2 separate regions of the Mus musculus genome follow, and region 2 is linked to region 1. The links are chromatin contacts, called in public Hi-C maps. All regions are on one chromosome and are shown on one strand. The core of a region is the stretch at or near the end of the contact, and the rest is flanking DNA. Distances in the headings are between cores, read along the strand shown. Region 1 overlaps Rbms1 (RNA binding motif, single stranded interacting protein 1). Region 2 has its middle 21 kb from the start of Rbms1.

The links. A called contact is a pair of places that touch in the nucleus more often than the background predicts.
Region 2: a Hi-C map of CD8 T cells shows a contact between it and region 1, with 2.0 times the contacts expected there. The contact joins two enhancer-like sites. A contact is called at or near these places in 1 of 484 Hi-C or Micro-C datasets (CD8 T cells), 2 of 115 datasets of contacts at active chromatin or transcription factors (fibro-adipogenic progenitors and regulatory T cells) and 4 of 9 other capture datasets (adipose tissue, embryonic trunk, liver and 1 more).

The regions. Positions count from the first base shown.
Region 1 is chr2:60,773,420-60,779,379 of GRCm38.p6, forward strand. The region is part of intron 6 of Rbms1 (RNA binding motif, single stranded interacting protein 1); the gene reads right to left. Among named protein-coding and RNA genes, the nearest start is that of Gm33436, 84 kb to the left of the region's middle. Within about 2 kb of position 1,287, at least 53 of the 459 cell types and tissues checked have an H3K27ac peak or open chromatin away from gene starts, as enhancers often do. A contact at or near this core is called in CD8 T cells, where this site is marked.
Region 2 is chr2:60,899,376-60,905,562 of GRCm38.p6, forward strand. It overlaps a transcript of Rbms1 not described here. Among named protein-coding and RNA genes, the nearest start is that of Rbms1, 21 kb to the left of the region's middle. Within about 2 kb of position 2,221, at least 160 of the 459 cell types and tissues checked have an H3K27ac peak or open chromatin away from gene starts, as enhancers often do. A contact at or near this core is called in CD8 T cells, where this site is marked.

The DNA.
Region 1 (5,960 bases), core at 37-2,536:
TCTTGAACTCACAGAGATCCACCTGCTTCTACCTCCAAGGCATGCACCACCATGCCCATTTGGACCTCCGCCCTTTAGCCTTCTAGAAGCTAGTATACATGAGTTACAGCTAAGAAGACTACACTGTTCCTTTTATTTCTAAAACTTATCTTTGGGGGCTTTACCACATTTCTTTTCGTTTTCCTTTTTAATGGTTGTGACTTGGATGCTAACAGGTTCCGTCAATGACCCAACACCAGCAGATCCTTTGAGGACTCTAGCACACCAGGGCAAAAGCTGTATTGGGATGTGAGCCTGGCTAAAGTGCCTTTCTTTTCTGAACTTGGCTCCAGTGTCATAGGCAAACTGCCAACTGTGCAAGAATCCAAGTACTCTGACAGGAACCATACTGGGTAATTCTGCTTATGCTAGCTAAACAAGGCATCGTCAAATAGGCCATCCTCTGGCTGTGTCTATAAGATGTTATGTCTACCTAGCAAGGAGCCCATGGTAGTTAACCATTCAGGAAGGCACACTCGATGTAACCTGCTCACCCCCATCATTTTATTTTCTACCCAATCTGATCGATAATCTCAAGCTCTCCCCAGATGAAGCGAGATCTATCCCTGAGACACTGGCTAGCATTCAAAGCTCCTCTCACTATGGGTACGGAAGTACCAAGTTCAGAGAAGCAGAAAACTTTCAGATTCCTCATGGGTTCCAACATGTGCTGGGGACTTGTTTGGGGGAAAGGCTGAGTTTACTACAAGAGTGTGCTTCCAAATCCCACACTGAGCCCGGAGGCAATTCAACCTCATTCATACGTCACAGGCCTCCGAGCAGCTCTGAGTACTGAGATGAGCATTCAGGTCAAAAGCTCAGAGACAGCACTCAGTGAGCCCTGCAGGGACAGGGTGGCATACAAAAGTCACAAGCCAATGCTCCTGCCCCCACACAACTTGCAACCTAGTCCCGAACCCAGATCAGTGCACAGAAATGAGAGAAATTAGAATTGAAAGAATTTAGAAATGAAGTGGCATTAAGGACTGGATGGGAACACAGCCTCAGCTGCCGGATAAGGCCTCTGCAGCCAGGCCTGCAATATAGATGGGACTCATGTCTCTTGTACTCATTTGTCCCCTGGTACAACATGGAAGAAACTCTTCTCTAGCAGCTGCAGGGCTGCCCAGGCTCTTACAATCATCCACACGTGGTTTGGAAACCAGGGGTTTTTCTTGAATGGGTGTGGCCAGCAGTCTGTAAACCCACCTCAAAGGAAACAGTTTAAGGACCCAACCACAAAGTCCTTCAAAGAACAAAGGAAACTGTTCAGTCGGTCTGTGATAAGTCTGATAAGTCTGAGGTCTCCTTCACAGAGGAGCTGGGAGATTTTATCTGGGGCTATAACAATGGTGCTGGGTCCTTTCCCTTTTTCAACCAGTCTTGCTGCTGCATGAAGAACGAACCAAAGGAGGTCACAAGCTGTGTGTGGCTGGTGTCCTGAGCATGCAGAGAGGGGACTCAAACTGGCACTGAGCTAAACTCACAGGGCAGGCGTCTACTAGTTTGAGGTTAAAACGTTTTCCTTTCATCTAAGTGTTGTTGATGGAAAAACAAACAAACTAACTAACTAACTAGCTAACTAGCTAACTAGCTAACTATAACTAAGTCAGGGAGTTAAAGGAAGCTCTTCCGCCAGGCTGAGTTTTTCTGAAGGCACTGTGCATGCAGGTCTTAGATTTTAAGTTCCAAGTGTGTACCTATGTGCAGTTCACCTTTAGTAGCAGCTGTAAAAGTGATGTGCTGTCAGGATTTAATGTTACAAGACCAAGTGTGGCCCATGGTTCTATACAGACATACACATGAGTTCCTTTATGAAAAAAAATGGAACTGGGTACAGAAAAGTAAAATGATTTTCTAATCATCTTCATCAGTCATACTATTGACGATGGAACCCGGGAGCTCTGGGAGAATAAATACCCAACGCCATTACCCATGAAAACCTCAGAGCAGCCACCTAAGCCCGGGACTCCAGGATGGAGCCAATCTAACATCAACATACTTCAGTGCTTTCCGGCTGTGTTCTATGTGACAAGCTAGGGTAGGTGTATGCCATTCAGAGGTGGGGCCTGACCAGTCTTTTATGTTCCTCAGGTTCAATCCACAGGATCTACTTACTACTGCAATACCTTTTTTTTTTAATTTTAATTTTATTTTACTTTATTGCATATGAAAGGTGCTGGAGAGACTGTGGGGGTGAAGATGCGTTTGGCCAATGGCATACTCTCTTCTTCTGGGTTCCTGCATGTTTGTTTATTACAGGGGCCATCATGGTTCCGGGTGAGCTCCAGGACCTGACTGTTCCCCACAGGAGCGTTTGAGTTAATTCTTGTTGATGCAGCTGAGTTACTGAAGATACTAGTGAGCAGAGGGCTGGAGGACACCATGAAAGGACCCATCTCCAGACTTCTACACAAGCATGAGTAGATCTGCAGGGTATGGGCATGCAGAGGCAGACAATGATGCTGTAAGGAGTCAGACTTGGTGGCTGGCACAGGCTTGCCAACTCCAGACCCAGTAGCAGAAAGCGGGTCTTAGGCCTGCCGAGCAAGAAGTCTGCCAGTACATTGGGGGAAGGATGTAACACAGCAGCAGGCAGCAGGAGCCCCTCTCTTCTTCTACTCTAACAGCATCAGTGCCTCTCTTTCAAGCAAGGTGAGGTGGTGTCTTAATTCTGAGACATCACCTGCTGGCCCAGAGCATGCAGGGGACTCACTGCAAACCAGAAGGCATGCCAGTCTTTCCCACATTCTACCCTGTAAGGTGCCAGTGTTGCCTTGGTGCTATGATGAAACAAAATTTATTCAAAGCTAATGAACACTGGTTGTTGCTTAGTATAGCTCAACCACTGCAAGGCGTGAACATAAAGAGACAAGAAAAGTGTTTCTAGGAGCCCCCCCGAACAGTGAGACTGACATGCATGTACATCATCATTGTTATGATGGCTGTGTGACCCCTTTGGGGGATTCCCCAAGCAGAATGTAACCCAGCTGGGTCAGAGTAGGTCCCACAGGGAGAAGACAGACTCTCGACAGTCCAGGAAGGTAGGAGAGCACTTCTGTTTTAATGGGAAGCCACAAGATCAAGGTATAGGAGCCATGAGAGAGAACACAGGTAAAATGACATATATTAGGCATTCTACTTGTGACTCATTACTGAGGACACAGGCCAAAAGGTAGAAATGGAGGACAACATTGAGGGGCAAGTGTCATTCTGGGAACCCCTGGTCTTTTAGAGTGAACAGAACCGCACATTTTATCTGAAGTCCTCTGGCTATTTAGGAAGTGAGGGATGTCAGGCCAGACAGGACAAGCCAATGGCAGGCTGCTTTAATGAGAGACAAAAGGCACACTGGGCAGTAACAGTAGGCATGAAGGGATGGGGCAGACATACTTAGCAAGAGAAATCAGGGACTTGAGTGATTATCTGAATGGGAGAGAAAAGGACAGAGCAGTCCAGTGCTTGGTTTCTGACTTGGGTGTCTGATTCTACTGAGGTAAAGAAGGCAAGAATATTAACAATGAGGGGAAGGAGTCCCGTCTTGGAAGACAGTGGACCTATGGAGACTGATACGCAATAGAAAGCTAGGAAGAGATGAATGACTGAGGTTATAAAGGGATCTGGAGTTCAAGACTGTGTAAAATCTATCACAAAGGTCAGTCAGAAACGTGATGCAGAAACAGCAAACTCGTGGGAGCAGAGGGAGTGACTGAGTCAAGGATGATATGGAGCAGAACATGTCAGTCATGAGCACGTGAACTATGTCTCCCTCCTCCTTTCTCTCCTCCTCTCCCTCCTCAGAAAGACATGCTAGAGCCCTTACTCCCAGCACCCCATGGCGTGACCCATCAGAGACAGGAACTTAAGGTTCAAAGTAAAGAAGACACCACTAGGTTGGGCCATTCCACCAAGGTTACCACTCTTATAAATGAAAGGACATGGTGGGAAGGTGAAGTGAAAAGACATAGGACGAGGATGGCCAACTGCAAGCCAAGGAGATGCCCAGTACAGACCCTTCCCTCCCAGTGCTCAGAAGGAACTAACCTTGTATTCCTCCAGCTTGGCCATCTAGTCCCCAAGGATTTTGAGTCACTAATCTACCATTTGTGCTATTTTGTTACAGTTGCCCTAGCAAACAGGAATGCTTGCCCAAATTTAAGCTACATGGTAGAAGATCCCACACTGGGGAGAACTGAGGAGTGATGGAAAGTTAAGACTGCCCCTTCCAAAGCAGTTCACGAAACGGCAGAGGGGGAACTTCACTAAAGATCACTAAAGACCAAGATGATTTCAAACACAAATGGATATCATCTTCTGGAAAATATCTTGGCATAAAGTATTTTACACTCCTACTCACTAAATTCTGTAATTGAAAATCTTATTATAGCTATAGTCACAACTTTTTGTTTTTAATTGTAATAAGTTTTGTTAACTTGACACAACCTACGATCTCCTGGGACAAAGTTCAGTGACTATGGGCGTATCTGGGGTACTCTGTCTAACATTAACTGATGTGGAAGAGCCACGTCCACTGTGGGTGGCACCATTCACTAGACAAGGGGTTCAAAATGATAGAAGAGGGAAATGAAGCCAAGCACAACCAAGTGGGCATGAATCTATCCATCCTCTCCCCATTCGTGACTGTGGATATGATGCAATTTCTTGCCACCTCCACTTTCCCATAGTGACAGAGTATAACCCGGAATACTGAGCGAAAATAAACCTATTTTTGGTTGCTCTCTATAAGGGTAATTTTATCACAGCAATACAAATGAAACTAGAAGATTATCTGTGGATTTTCTTCCATTTGCTTGCCAACTAGTTTTGTCAGAAACATGTTATTTTATAAATCCAAAATAAGTCTCTGTTGGAAAAAAAATGGGATATAAGAAAAAAAAAAAACCAGAGAGAATTATAGGAGAGGAAGGCACAGCAAGGCCCCAGTGGGTCAAGGTTGCAAATTGCTCTACAATCCTTATGGATGAGAAAGGAAGAGCAAGGCTCAGGCACACGTCCTTCCTTCACTAGAGGATGCAGAAACTGAGTGGCACTTTGATACTCCGACTCTATTCATTAAACAGGAAGCGAGCTCATCTCCTTTGAGTGGCTACAGGACTGTACAGGTGAGAGAAGGGGAGAAGCCTGAGGAACTGCAGGAGAGGCAGTGGTGCTGAGAGTCTGGCTACTTCTCATGGTGGCACAGAGAAAGTTAAAATGGTCTAGCTCAGGATAGCTCCAGTCTCAGCGTTCTTCCAGTAGCCACAGGCAACAATGAGTGTTCAAGAAAGCTAAGTCTGCCACTAAAGTGAGGACTGTATAAACACACCCCAGGTTTTACAGAGACAGAAAACAGATTATGAAATTGTACTGACTGGTTTTGTGTGTCAACATGACACAAGCTGGAGTTATCCCAGAGAACTTCCTTGAGGAAGTGCCTCCATGAGATTCAGCTATGGAGCATTTTCTCAATTAGTGATCAAGGTTGGGAGGGCCCATTGTGGGTGGTTCCATCCCTGGGCTGGTAGTCTTGGGTTCTATAAGAAAGCAAGCTGAACAAGCCAGGGGAAGCAAGCCAGTAAGTAACATCCCTCCATGGTCTCTGCATCAGCTTCTGACTCCAGGTTCCTACCCTGTGTGATTTCTAGTCCCGACTTCCTTTGGTGATGAACAGCAATGTGGAAGTATAAGCCAAAATACCCCTTTCTTCCCCCACTTGCTTCTTGGACATAATGTTTTGTGCAGGAATACAAACCCTGACTAAGAAGTCAATTCTCAGCAACAACAGGAGTCCCTTCTATTTCAGACCAGAAGTCTGGTTGTTACCTTGGCATAAAACACTCATGAGGTGTGGTGGTTCTGATTAGTGACAACACAGGCAGATGACACAGGGAAGTGACTGAAGCAGGGTGTACACAAAAGCC
Region 2 (6,187 bases), core at 971-3,470, 130 kb after region 1:
TCTCTACCCTAAGAACAGGAATGGAGGCCTTCCTTGTTACTTAAGCTGTTTTTCTTTCCCAGCCAGACTTCCTGAATGACCACGCAGCAAGAGAAGCTTGTACACAGACAGCTCACACTCTGGTTACAGACCACTGTCCCACCCTCTCCCTAGCGCCTTCTTTCTGCCCATACAACATTACTGAGCTCTGTATCCATGTCATCCACCTGCTTCCTGGAATTCCAAGTTGTCATCTTTTGGTTGTCCTCTTTTGTCCCCTCTCGTCCCTATTCCATATTTTTAAAAGATATGATCTTGTCCACAGAAATCATAATGATCTCCACTGGTTCAAAGAAGTCTATCTATATGGTTCTAAGGTTAGCTTTTTGATTGGAAGCCAAATTCACTGGTCATGGTCAAACTCTCTTGAGTTTTTGTGTCTCCACATCATAATCTATCTATGTATCTGTGTATCTACCTATGTATCTATGGATCTATCTATCTACCATCCATCTAGCTAGCTAGCTCTATCTCTCTATCATCTATATATCATCTATCTATATCTCTCTCTATCATCTATCTATCTACCATCCATCTATCTCTATATATCATCTATCTATATATATGTATCCATTTCTATCACCTATCTGCCCATCTATTTGTCTACCTCTATCTAATCTATCATCTATTTAATCTATCATCTTATCTATCATCTATTATCCATCTAATCTACCACCTTATCTATCATCTACTACCTACTATCTATTATCTATCTTTCCATCTAATCTACTATCCTATCTATCTATCTCTCTATCATCTATCTATCTATCTATCTATCTATCTATCTATCTATCTATCTATCATCTCTCTATCTACCTCTATCATCTATCATCTGCCTCCCCTTGATATATCCACTTATATTTTATACTACTGTAACTCTGGAATCAGAAGTGATCTCTTACATTGATGTAAGAGGCGAAGGAAAAAAATTGTAATTTTATAATATTAAGAACAAAATTTTCCTCTACTCACATGGCACTCTTATTGCCCATTTTGTTTGGTTTTCACACAGGAAGCCTTCAGCCACAGCTCTGAGAAACACTGGTTCTCTAATGAGTGGAAATGCTCCTAAGTGCATTTGGGAATGCTTAGGGCTTCCAAAGTGCAGGGCAATGAAAGCGCCATTAATGGGCAACTGTTGGATCTCCATGAGCTAAGAGCCAAGTAACTGAATTTCAAACTGAATGTCAACACAACTTCTGGTTGAAAACTTTTAAGTAAAAAGAAAAAAAAAATCACACGCTTGGATGTAATTATATCACCTGTCTACTCACCCACAAGTGACTAGACATGCAGCAAAAACTAAAACTGATTTTGCGTAATGAATTTCAGAGCCGCTGTGCACATTTTAAAAAGTAAAAAGAATGCAAAGGAATGAATAATGAAGGACTCTTTCCTGGTGTTTATTTATTTATTTTTAACTTCCTGAGCAACTAAAAGGGCAAAGGTGGGCAGTAACCGGGAAAAAAGGGATTTTAAAGGCAAATATGAAGATGATGTTTGCAACTGGAAATATAGCTCAGTAGTGGAGCATTTGCCTTGTACGTGTAAGGACCTAAGTTCAATTCCCGGCAACGATAAATATACACAGGATGTTTACCTTAAAGTAATTTGAAATTTCTGTTTTCTTTAGAAATTATTAATCTCTTAGTAAAAGTACTCTTCAAATCGTATTAGAAACTTTAATTTTGCCTCTTGACTGGACTACAAATCGAGAAGATGACTGCTCTACTTGGCGTGTAAAGTTAAGATCATACATGCCTGGAGGTCCAGCTGCTTAACTGGGTCAGCGTGCAGTGGAAGGGCTTCAGAGCAGTACTATTTTGAATGGGAGAGCCTAGTATCTCAAGCCTGCAAGGCAATCACTTTCCCCAATAAGCCTTCGCCTCAGCTCCCATAGGGAATTCTCTTTCACCTAAAGGGATGAGTAGCTCTCTTAAAAAATTTCAAAACATCTATTTCCTGTCCCGTTGCTTTTGTTGTTGTTTTATACTTTATTAGCATTTTTTTTAAATAAAAGAGACTCTAAAAATATTTTTACATCCCTTAACTGGTTGTTCGTCAATTCATTCAACCAATGTCGGTGAGTGAGTATGGTCGAGGCACCGGACACCGAGCAGGAAGGAGGAGCCTTCTGCGGTCGGTCGAGGAGGCAGGAGTAAGCTGATGCTAGAAGAAGCAGTGACACATGGTGACTCACAGGATTTCAACATAGACTCCGGAAGAAAGACAAGCTGTGGATACCAGGAAGCAAGGGAGCCAGCCTCTGAAACTCACAAAGCCAAGAGCAGCTGGAAGATAGGAATGGTCGGCGCTCAAGGGGACATTTTAGAACTCTTGCCTTTAAAACTATGCCCGAACCAAAGGAGGTTACCCGGCTTGGCGGGTATCCACAGGCTCCGTGCTCACTGGTCAGTCCTGAGGTGCAGGGAGGCAGCATGCCTAAGCTCTGTTTCCTAACTCGGGGTGATCCCCTTATATGACGTCAGTACAGCCTCACCCCACTACTTAAGATAAACAGGAATGAGTCTCTCTCACAAAGTGGCCTGCTTAACAAATACTAACAGAGTTTTGGGAGGATCAGATTCTTGCAGATTAATTCATTTCAATGAATTAAATGTTGCAGTTCTGGGCTCAGGCTCAGGCTTCGTGTTCAACAGGCACACGGTCTACTAACGAGCACTTCTTCAGCCTTATAGCTCAGGACTTGCCAATCTCAAACCATTTTAAAAGGAGAGAACTGTAATCAGTCAGTCCTGCCTGCTTATCTGTTTTTTTTCCTTTCTAAACAGTTATTAGTAAAGACATTGTAGTCCTTTCCCCTACATCAGTGACATTAATTTTATTCCAATGAAAGATTGTAGAGATAGTAAAAAGCCTTCCATTTGTACTGTGAGCTGCTCCATATTCTTGAACAGGAATAACTAGAAAGAGCTCCCTCGACACACACACACATGTACAAACATATACAAATTAATTATCCTTCCTCAATTTTAAAACACACATTTAATGTTTACATAATACCAATACCTTTAAAACAGATTATAATTTCGTAGCTACAACTTAGTGTCAGTTGTGGCAAATTCTCACAGAGTATGAACCCCTGGCTCCTTTGATTGGAAGCCTACATGTTTTATGCCAAAGGACACATTTTTCTAGCTACTAGAAGCCAGCAGATCTGTGATGAGAGAGTTTTAAGAACTGTGTTCTATTTTGGGAATGGGCCCTTCCTGTCCAGCTCTTGTTGCCACCTCATTCTTGGTGACTTCAGTGACTTCTAAACCCACTTCAGGTCAGCAGCCTCTCTTTAATTAGCATCTCACTGCTGGAGGGAGGGCAGTTCCTCAGGAGGAAAAAAAAAAAAAGAAAAAGAAAAATTATAAACAAAGGTCTTCAAGGCCATTTACCAGTCCCGTCGAGGAATTAAAAAAAAAAAAAAAAAAAAAAAAAAAAAAAAAAAGTCTGGCTTCTTTGTCAGCAAAGTAAGGCCGGAAATAGTTTTGCTTCCTGCAAATGGAGAAGGCTGGAATGTATGTTTGTTAATTCTGGCTTAATGTGGTAAGACTTTATTCCAGACTGATAACCTCTAACTTAAAAGTGCACACTAGATGTTTAGACGACAAAAGTGATGTGCAGAGAAGCCAGGCATCTTGTTACATTTTTCTCACTGAGGACCTTAAAACACTAAGGCAGGGTACAAGTTACAGCACGGCAACATTCCCTTCTGAAACCAAAGAAGTACATTATGTAGCAAAACAGAAGTCAGCAATGCCTCCCCAACAGATCTTTGAAAAACCTATTTAAATATCTAAGATGACGGGGTGGTGTGGGCATAGAACCTGGGAGGCAGAGACAGGAGGCTCTCTTGAGTTCTAGGCTAGCCTGGTCTACATAGTGAGTTCCAGGACAGTCAGGGCTACACAGAGAAAACTTGTACTCATTCCGAAATAAAGGAACGAGTGGAAGACTAAAACTGAAAGGTAATAAAATTGCCTGAGAATGAAGAATAACAAAGTTTTTTTAAGTTTTAGGGAGCTTAGCCATAAACATGACATGTGTGTCTGTCTAATGATTATGCACACACATTGTGATAACTAGTCTTTATGAATACAATTCCAAAAGGGAATTGTTATCTTTAGAACGCAATCTAAAAATGATCAGAGAGGGGAAACCCTTCAAAATAAGATCGCCACATGCAAGAGTGAACACTGTTCTAGAACAGGAAATCATTTGGTTAGAAACACTGACCCTGCTTGACGGTTCCCATTGGGTGCTGTTTACAAGAAATCTCCCCAGCAGGGCACCTGCGTCCAGTTTCCCAATCCTGTGGTTTGCTTACGCTACAGGGCTGTGTTCCCGGCAAGTTCAAACCGTTAAGTTGAATTTCATTCTTGTCTGGGAGTAACTTTTACTCAATTGACTGCAGCTGTGTGCACAGAATACTGTTCCAAGAAACATGTCTATGAGAAGACCATTTTAAGAAATGCAAATTAACTTCCATTATTTCAAGTCTGTACAACTAGTGTAGGGACGGAATCTCTGGTCTCTGTTAGACAAATGGATATATATATATATATATGAATGATATATATATATATATATATATATATATATATATATGGATATATATATATTCGAGAAAAAACAAGCAGGGTTCTTCTGAGGCAGGCAGCATGTGCCTTTGTCACCTATATATTTGAATAATCATCTCACCAAGCTGTTTACAACACATACAATGAGTTGGGGGTTTGGGTTGTTTGTTTTCAAAATTAAAGTTCTACTTAAGCTCAGTTTTTTCTTAAATGTCACTCTTTAGTGCCATGAGGTTTCTTCTCTCTGTATTCATAGAAATGTAGTTTGGCAAATGATGGGGCGTTCTCAATGGAGGAAATGCTACCAGCTCACAACACCGGATGTAATTGAGACCACAAGAGATGCGCGCTTGGTTACAAGAGCTGAACTTAAGAGGTAGTCGAAGGAAGCAGCCCAACATTTGATTGAGTACACTGTTTTAGTCTATCTGTACTCTCAAACAAAGCAAAAAAGCAAAAAAAAAAAAAAAAATCTCTGGAAATTATTTGGGTAACCTCAGGTTCTACATGGTGGAGATTTAAAAACAAACAACAGAACCACTGTGGATTCTTGCATTTCCTTACTGTTGAGGACAGGGGGAAGGGGGGAGGGGAGGTCTCAACATGCCAGGGGATGTAGGAGAAGCTGAATCAGCTTCCACAAACAATTGGGAATGCTGTTTTGTAAGATCTTTTCCAGTAGCAGTATAGAAAATATCATTTGAAAAGGCAGGACTAGATCTGCCTGTCGATGGGCAGGTGATGCGGTCAGCGAATGAATATCGTTAGCTAACTTCTGTGTCCCCATTCCCAACCTTGGCAAGAGTGGCCTCTTTTGTGCAGACTGATGAAGATAGTTATGAGTGTTGCCTCTCCACTGGCTCCAACAAACCAAATCCAAACTGTGTTTATTAAAGATGAAAGTGTAAGGATTTGGCACCTGTATTTGTTTAAGTTTGGCTACTGTGGCTTTGCAAAGCCCTGCATCCAATCAGTACCTTTTGCTCTCTAGCTGAAGAAGGACATCTATTTAAAAAAAAAAACATCTTCAGAGAACATTTAAAATTCAGCTTCTTTAAAAATCAGACCCAAGAATGTTTTAATTGTCAAGACATTTTTATTTAAGAGCATGAACTACAAGGAGTAGTTAGCAGTTTTTATACTTTAAAAGTTAACAGGAACCCTCCGTTTTTTTTGTTTTGTTTTGTTTTGTTTTGTTTGTTTGTTTGGTTGGTTTTTTTGAATGCTGCTTAAGAAGATGTGCATTTGTCCTAGGAGTCCAAAGAACCTTCTAAGGCACATATAGTGGGCACTGTGCTAGAAATAGTTTTGAAACTATGTTAGGTTATATGTTAGTCAGCCATCTTATTAATTCAAAGCAAGCTCTTTGGGAAAAAAAAAAAAAAAGAAAGAAAAAGAAAAAAATTTTTGCCACTAGAGGGGGTTCAGAATTGCCTTTGCAGCAAACGCCCTGGAAGCCGATGCTAACATCTGGAGCAACATTAAGTATGGCTAGAGTAAACTTCCTTTTCATTACTCACTGGGGATAAGTTAAAAATAAGTTTTTGATGGGAGTA